Regions from separate parts of the Mus musculus genome. Here all the other regions are linked to region 3. The links are chromatin contacts, called in public HiChIP or PLAC-seq maps. All regions are on one chromosome and are shown on one strand. The core of a region is the stretch at or near the end of the contact, and the rest is flanking DNA. Distances in the headings are between cores, read along the strand shown. Region 1 has its middle 58 kb from the start of Pdcd10. Region 2 overlaps Pdcd10 (programmed cell death 10). Region 3 holds the start of Golim4 (golgi integral membrane protein 4).

What was found. HiChIP or PLAC-seq counts read pairs in DNA pulled down with a chosen protein or histone mark.
Region 1: a contact with region 3 is called in a FOXA1 HiChIP or PLAC-seq map of pancreatic cancer cells. The contact joins the enhancer-like site here to the promoter of Golim4 in region 3. A contact is called at or near these places in 3 of 39 promoter capture datasets (embryonic stem cells, pre-B cells and stem cell-derived epiblast-like cells), 4 of 115 datasets of contacts at active chromatin or transcription factors (effector CD8 T cells, large pre-B cells, memory CD8 T cells and 1 more) and 1 of 9 other capture datasets (adipose tissue).
Region 2: a contact with region 3 is called in an H3K27ac HiChIP or PLAC-seq map of embryonic stem cells, with 5 times the contacts expected there. The contact joins the enhancer-like site here to the promoter of Golim4 in region 3. A contact is called at or near these places in 7 of 39 promoter capture datasets (the C10 cell line, embryonic stem cells, hematopoietic stem and progenitor cells and 4 more), 1 of 115 datasets of contacts at active chromatin or transcription factors (embryonic stem cells) and 1 of 9 other capture datasets (adipose tissue).

The regions. Positions count from the first base shown.
Region 1 is chr3:75,497,883-75,500,582 of GRCm38.p6, forward strand. No RefSeq gene overlaps it. Among named protein-coding and RNA genes, the nearest start is that of Pdcd10, 58 kb to the right of the region's middle. Within about 2 kb of position 1,274, at least 117 of the 459 cell types and tissues checked have an H3K27ac peak or open chromatin away from gene starts, as enhancers often do. A contact at or near this core is called in adipose tissue, effector CD8 T cells, memory CD8 T cells and 1 more, where this site is marked.
Region 2 is chr3:75,516,835-75,519,534 of GRCm38.p6, forward strand. Pdcd10 (programmed cell death 10) reads right to left here. Exons shown (of 8, transcript NM_019745.4): 8 at 1-767. The coding sequence ends at 686. Among named protein-coding and RNA genes, the nearest start is that of Pdcd10, 39 kb to the right of the region's middle. Within about 2 kb of position 1,372, at least 3 of the 459 cell types and tissues checked have an H3K27ac peak or open chromatin away from gene starts, as enhancers often do. A contact at or near this core is called in embryonic stem cells, where this site is marked.
Region 3 is chr3:75,955,574-75,958,273 of GRCm38.p6, forward strand. Golim4 (golgi integral membrane protein 4) reads right to left here and starts at 1,376. Exons shown (of 16, transcript NM_001291069.1): 1 at 539-1,376. The coding sequence starts at 725.

The sequences.
Region 1 (2,700 bases), core at 24-2,523, 460 kb before region 3:
CTAAGTATTGTTACCTGTAGTCTAATACTTCAGTAACTAATTCAAGCAATTATTTACATACAGATCACCATTCATAGTAAAGTTACAGCTATAATGATTTTCCTGTATTTCAGTGTGTTATGTATAAGCATTTCTGAGGCTTTTAAGAAACTAACTTCCTTCCTTCTTTCCTTCCTTCCTTCCTTCCTTCCTTCCTTCCTTCCTTCCTTCTTTCTTTCTTTCGCTCTCTCTCTCCCTCCTTCTTTCTTTCTCTCTCTCTGTCTCTCTCTCTGTCTCTCTCTCTCTGTCTCTTTCTTTCTTTCTTTCTTTCTTTCTTTCTTTCTTTCTTTCTTTCTTTCTTTCCTCTTTAATGTGTCACCTGAGCACCATCTTTTTTTTTTTTTGAGTGCTCTGTGTTCCTCCTATGTATAAAAGAAAAAGTTAAAGCTAAATCATGAGCTCTGCATTTTCCTTAGTTATCGGCAGGCTGTTAGGGACCATTCTTCTCTGAATCTAAGGAAGCAGTCTCCCTCTGTTTTTTCTGGGCATCCTGATTGGCGAGAGGAGTTCTGCAGCTCAGAAACGTGTATAGCAGCAGAGAAAACCCAGGTGCACAAGTACGCTGATGGGCTTTTTCTTTCTGCACCTCAGCGGCAAATCTACAAGTAAAACTACACAGCAGAAGACAAGGCAGATGAGAAGATATACTTCGGAGCAAGTGAAAGGAGATTCTAGTGGTTTAGCATCAGGAAACATAATCTGAGCACCTAAAGGTCAATGCTCTTAGAGACCTCCAAAACACTGCACCTTGCTGATCAGGCTGCTTTGCTTAGAAAGTACACATTACTCACATAAGCAACTAATGAGGATTTCTTATCACTGCTTGTGATTAAAAAGAGAGACTATGAGCAAATTCCTGGGAGAGGAAAGGACAAGGAAGGAAAAAAAAAAAAAAAAAAAAAAACCCAGGGAAAGTGAAAGCTTACCACATAGTGAAGCTGGCTCATCCTCGAGTTTAAACAACATCCTTCAACCCTTGGGGAGGCTTGGGAACTGAGCAGTTTAAGTCAGCTGACTTTTTTTTCTAAATGAGCAACATTTGGGATGGATTGTATGTGTGTGTGTGTGTGAGAGAGAGAGAGAGAGAGAGAGAGAGAGAGAGAGAGAAAGGGAGAGAGAGAGAGAGAGATGTTCATATGCCTGTTTCTCTTTCCCAGTTTCATATGATACCTTGCCCTCTGACTGATGGTGTTTATTTCACCCCTACTTGTGGCTTCAGCTTCCTCTTACAGCTTCCTCTTAACGCTGGCTCCTGTGTGTGCATTGCGTTCAATCTTTTGTTTCTTCAGCTCCTCTCCCACTACAGACCAATCCTTAGAATTACCCAAGGTAGAATTTCCAGCAAGAATTTGAAGTCATTCTGCCACCAGTAAGTTACCCTTTCTCTCCCTGGATAAAATCTGTGGGTAGACATGACACTCTTGGCTTGGTGCTGGCATTTTTTGTATCCCCTGGCACTTGGCAGCAAGGAATATTGGTAGCAGACCTGAGGGTGTAACAGAAAAAATTAGCACCTTCTAGTGTTACAATTCAGACAGTGGTAGATCTCCCAGCTTAAGTGATCTGAGACTCAAGCCTTAATGCTGGGACATCCCCCTGGAACTCGCGCAGTGATTAAGATTTTATTTGATGATTTAACTCTGAGAAGCCTTCTATTCTTGAGCCTCAGTTCTCTGCCTTCTCTGAATAGCTCTCTACTCTTATGACCCTTCCTTCTGCTCTGGCAACTTTCTCAAACTATGAAACCACAACTCATTAGCCACACCTTAACCACTTTGCTATTTATCAGCTTGGCTTGTGACTCCTTAACACACACACATGCACAAATGTCTTTCAGCTGACTCACTATGTGAGCCTGTATAACTTGCTTCTCTAGCCAGAGAAAGGTATTCGGACCATCATAGCATAGCGTAATACATGTAGTTGGAGGTATGTCTTTTGCACCAATTACAGCAGTCCCCCAGTTGGGCACAAGGGGGAACTGTCCCCTATTTGACATCGATGAAAATAAATAATCACTTTGAGTTCATTGAGACTTATGGCAGAAAAAAAAAAAAAAACAACTTTTACAAGGTGCTTAAAATAGAAATGAATGACTCCACTCCTTTAGGGCTAGGACAATCAGCTGCAATAATTGGTTAGTTGTCTCAAAGCTTCCTTAGAGTGTTCCAGACAGACAAGGCTGACATTAAGGTCCTCCCACTGACTGTTTTTTTAAAATTTATTTATTGGTTATTTTATTTATTTACATTGCAAATGTTATCCCCTTCCCAGTTTCCCCTCCACAAACTCCCTATACCCTCTGCTGCCCCCTACATCTATGAGGGTGCTCCCCATCCACCCATTGACTAGACAGCCAGAGCAGCATGGGAGAGTCCAATAACTGAACCCAACCCCTCTGTTTATTTACAAAAAAGGAATATGGCCTGGAATAGTTAGAACAAGCACTTGAGCTTGTCATTACTCATCGTAGAGACTTTAACAGATTTGTTTCATGCACTTCAGTTAAGCCACAAGTCAGCAATTTTTTGCCCTTCCATAGGTTTTTACTAGGAAGAGATATATGAGAATGGACAGCAATCTCTCTCTCTCTCTCTCTCTCTCTCTCTCTCTCTCTCTCTCTCTCTCTCTCTCTGTCCTGATTGAGCCAGAGGGCTTGAA
Region 2 (2,700 bases), core at 122-2,621, 440 kb before region 3:
AGACCCCGTAGCTTCATCTCTCTTCTCAGGTCTATAAAGATTGGAAATAGTGAAAAAATATCCAGTTCTTGATATGTAACAACTAACAAAAGTATTTTAACTGACTACATTTTGCTCAAAGTGATTAAGGACAAAAAATAGGAATTCTTGTTCCTTTATTATTTGATAAACTGCTAGTAAGCTCCCATTAGAAGATCTTTAACATTATACCAAGTTGTCTTGGTCTTCTGATCATATATACACACACACATATATATATGCATCTTTTTTCAAGTAAAGAAATGTTTAACAGATGTAAACTATTTATTGAATATTTGCCACCAAATATTGTTAAATACATTATCTTGCAGCATATCGCTTTCAAGTTAAAATGTCAGAAACAAACACCAATATTTACAGTTCTTGTAAGGAATGTTATATAATGACACATTAAGGCGTAAATTCTTTTGGCTTATAATTCTTAAAAGAATGATAATAGCAAAAGTGATGCAAAATCTTCATTGTGAGATTATGATTAAGCTACATTTTACAAAAATATGGTGTAAGATGGCAATAATCCCATTCAACATCCTGGATTAGGTCCCTCCGGAGGGACTGATAATTTATACAGTCAAACTTTAAAATTTACAGATAAATGCAGTTTAATACTGCCACTGAGAAGTACATCTCTTAACATATACAACTTTCAGGCCACAGTTTTGAAGGTCTGAAGTATCAAGTTGGTTTGATGAATTAGCCGGTTGGCACTTATGAACACATTTATTGCCCTGTTTAAAAAGAAAAAGAACAATCATTAATTTCATTTTTCAAATTCACTATTTAAACTAAAATATTTATAGTTAATGTTATATTAACGGTAGCAATAAAATGAAAGGGGGAGGCAAGTAAGTTCTGAGTACTGTAAACTTTCATTCCAGTTGAGAATTTAATGTGGGTTATAAACTATAGCGTCTAGGAACCACTGCCCCCTGGTGGTTCTGACTGGCAGTAAGGGGTTGTAGGGTTGCTACCCCTTAACCATTTACAGGCTAAACAGATCACTGGTCAAACAGGAGGATTCAGATTGTTTTCAGCTGTACAAAATAAATACAATTTAAAAAGAATTTTGTTAACAAAATAAAACCTGATGTGCTTAAGTGATGATTAGAGTTGAGGTTCCCGGTTAGCCTGATCTGCGGAAGCATGCAAGGCACTAAGCCTCGAGATCTAATGGCACAGTAACATCTGGCATCAATGAGCATGATAAAGAAATGTTAACGACTTCTAACCTACCCTAATCTAATCCTTGCCTAAAAACATGTGATTTAGTACCTGGGGTCCAACAAATACAAAAGTATGGTTTTAACCGATGCTTTAATTACAAACATGGAGCCTGTAAGGGTTTGAGCTAGGTCATGTGCATATACTTTATGGTGGTATAGCTTGTTCTTGTGGGGCTCCCAACAATGGAAGGGGGTTGTCTCTGATTCTTTTGCCTGCACATGGGATCCTTTTCCTCCTACTGAGTTGTCATGTCCAGATATGATATGAGGGTCCATCCCAGTCTTCTCTATCTTGTTAGTTTGGTAGATATCCCTTGAGAGGCCAGATAAGTCCTGCACTCTTGTGTTCTTTCTCTGCCTCTCTCTCTTCCCCCTTTGGAAGGGAAGCAGAGGAGTACTTGATCTGGGGGAGGGGAGAGGTTGGGGGAGGGACCAGGAGGAGTGGAAGGAGAGAAAACTGTGAGAAGATGTAATGTATGAGAGAAGGGGACAAAGCTACTTTAAGAGCCAGGATGTTCTCTCAGAGGCTCATGGTTCCCTCATTATACAGCCTTATCAGTCCCTCATTGTACCAGGGATGAAGGTTGGATCTTCACCAGTTGAGTCAATGAGAATTTGTCTCCCTAGTACAAGATGTCTTCAAAGATTTTGCTCCACTAACAATTTTCCATTTGGAGTAAGCAAGTACAAAATTCACAACATTTAAACAAAAAAAAAAAAAAATGAATTTAGAGCTGTAGAGATTGGAAAAATAGTAGCAAGCTTAATATCAATATATACAAATTTTAGATTAGTGAACTATAAACTCCTGCCTTTCAACATTCATTGTACATGATTAATTAAAGTTAGAAATTATTATACCCTTATCTAAATCATACCTTCGGCTATTTGGGCTTAGTTTATTAAACTATGTCACAAAACATTTTCCCTAAACAATTTGAATTTGCATATGGAACATAAAACTATTAATGTAACTATCTTTAATTTGTAATATAAATGAAAATATTTATATTTGCCTGAACATTAAAACTGATTGTAAAAGTTTTATATCCATGTACTTTTAAAATATTTTATACTAATATCACAAATGTGTGGTTTTATATGGGATCTTAAAACTTCAAGGTTTGCGGTGCCTGTTTGGAGTATTTTCTAGCTTTATATATATACATAAGTATATGTCTTTTTCAATATAATTTCTAGCATCTTAACTAAAGTCCAGTCAACAACCTGTATGAAAGCACATTGCAGATGTCATAACCCAGACTATCTGTTTAAATACTGAGTACATATACAAAACACAATCCCTAGATCTACACAGGGCTCTATAGGAAGTTTTGTATAAACTTAAAACTAATGTTCCCAATGATGGCTGACTAGGCCATCTTCTGCTACATATGCAGCTAGAGACACGAGCTCTGGGGGTACTGGTTAGTTCATA
Region 3 (2,700 bases), core at 126-2,625:
ACATTTCTCAAGTTAACTACTAAATGAACAAACGTAATAACAAGAGCACTAATCACAACACAAGCTTGCAGGTTCCGTTCATGAGTCACTAGTGTATATAGTCTCTTTTTTCCCCCCTTGAAAAAGAACACGGGTTAGAAAATGTCTGCATAATTCTTTATGTCTACAAACCAAGGCTTGCCTCTTGGGAAAGGATTGGCAGATGTAGCAGAAGGGCTGTTTGCCTAGATTGCAGCTGGGCCTTTGACAAGTGCTTCGGGTAAAAGACTTGGTGTTGTATGTACCCACCAAACGCCAGGCAGGACCGTGCGCTGGTGCTGTGGATTTCAAAGATAACTCCTGGGAGGAAGCTGGAAAATCAGGATATTATCTCCCACACATACGCTCAGAAGCCAACATCCCCGCGGCCGCTCCCTCAGATGCGCCAGAAGGTCAATGAGTGGTACCTGCAAAGCCAACTAACTATCCACCAAGCTACTTTTCCAGCACCAGCACCAGCTCAGAGAGAAGTTGGCGGTGCGCTTCCCCTTAACTGTACCTTGCAACTGGGCAGAGAGAGAGTCCTGGTGCTGCTGGTACTTGAGCGCCACTGCCTCAGCTTTGCGCAGCTGCGTCTGCAGTTCCAAGTAGAGCATCGCGCCATAGAGGAAGCCGAAGACCACCGTGAGAAGCAGCAGCGTCTGGAAGATCCGCTTCTGCTTTCGGGAGCACATCCCGTTTCCCATAGTCCCTCCTGTGCCCCGCGCTGCGGCGGCGGGAGCCGTCGTGTCCTCGGTCCTCGGCTGCGTCGGACAGCTCAGCAACGGCCACCGCGAGAAGTAGCTGGACACGGCATGAGCAGAAGACGCGAGACACAAAAGCCGGACCAGAGAGGAAGAGGCGGCCGCTCAGCCCCCGCGGCCGGCTGGGCGCCAGGTCATCGACGCCACCCGGCCAGCAGCCACCAAACTTCTGCGATGTCGGATTTCCGCGAGTGGCTGGGCCCGCGTGGAGTCTCTTTGCATACTTCAGAGCCCGCTGCCCTTGCTACTGGTCCCCGCGCGCAGCCGGCTTGGTTTTCCCTACTCCCCACTTTTTGGCCTCGCTGTCCCCACCGTCAGTCCCCGCCCCTCGCGCCGGCTCCCGCTGCTGGACTTTGTCGCTACCACTGGTAGGGGACGCGCGCCCAACAAAGGGACCTGGCTCCAGGCGGCGTCCCCTTGAACGGTCCCTCGGTATTGATGAAGAGATGGGGACTGGTTGGTCTGGTCAGGTTAAGGGGGGTGGTGGGCTGGTGTCACTGATCTGGAAGCTCCAGCCGCCCGCCACCTCCCACCCAACTTACGTGTCACCCACGGCCCCGCTATCATGGCCAACGGGATTCCGGGAGGAAGTCCCACTCGGGCTCCCCGCTCATTGGGCCCGCGCAAGCCACCGCTCCCTCCTTTCGGGGAGCTAATGCTGGGCTCCATTGGACGCCAGCTTTGTCCGTCCCGCCCCGGGCCGCGCCTACCCTCTCAGCTCTGGGCAGGCTCTGAGCTCCGTGGGCCGCGCGGCCGCCTGGCGCCTGGGTGCGCCCACGTGGAGCCTGGATGGGTGCGGAGGGGTGGAGGAGCCTGGTTGGGAGGGCTAGGGACTTGTCCTGGCCTGAGGCTTGGTGATCATTGCGCATGTGTGTGCATGTATGTCCCAGCACTTGGAATGCACGTGGAGCAAGAGTACAGTGCTTATATGCACACCAACAACCGCAAAGCAACCGTGGGTGCACTCTGCTTAGCCCTGCTCATTTCTTACCCTACATAATGAGTTCAGCTTATGAACACTTTGTTCTTCTCACATTCTCTCAAGGACTGCCTACTGAGTCTTGTCCCATTAGAGGCACTAGGCTATGTGCAAAAATGGTAGAAAGTAAGCTGGGACCCTGAAGCTCACTTGACTGTCTACATGGGGTGGGGAAAGCACTTTGTTGGCAGAAGGAAAGAAATGATCTCATGTTTCCTCTGGCTGCAAATGGAATAATTTTAAAAACAAATCTTACAGGCTGAAATGAGTATGCATTCATCTTGCTGTGTGTATTTCTCTTAATGGTAGCAGAAAAAAAAATCAGTTACATTTTTAAATTACATTTTCAAGGCCAGCAAAACCCACTACGTTTAACAAAAAGTTAGACAGGCATAATAACGCCAAACCACTTCAAAGAAATCCACAGTGCATTTCTTTCTTCAATATAATCAGGGTGTGTGTGGAATTGAGGTTATGCATAAATGATAAATTTGTTTCTCCTCTTGACCTGAATTCTAAGAGAAATAAATTATTTCTGAAAAGTATCAGTTGTGCAGTGGCACTTTTACATTCTGCATATTGCATTCTACATATTTTTTTGTGATATCCTGCCCGTGTTTTAGTCATCACAATTAATTATGGGGAATGAGTGCTTTAAACGAAGGAGATCTGCTTAAACCAGATTCATTTTCAAGACAGTTCCTGTGTTGAATGTTTTTAGGTCAGTCCTGAAATCATAGGTTAACAAGAGCCACACAGGCAGACCAGGGCATTTCTCTCACTGTAAAAAATAAGTGAGACTGGTGGTATATGCACTTAGCTAATAAAAATCACATTATGTTGGTTCCAAATGCTCTTACACTGAATCTTAGCCAGGACATTCGATTTACGAGTTGGAAACAAAGAATCTAAATTTGGCCAATATGACCATAATACTTG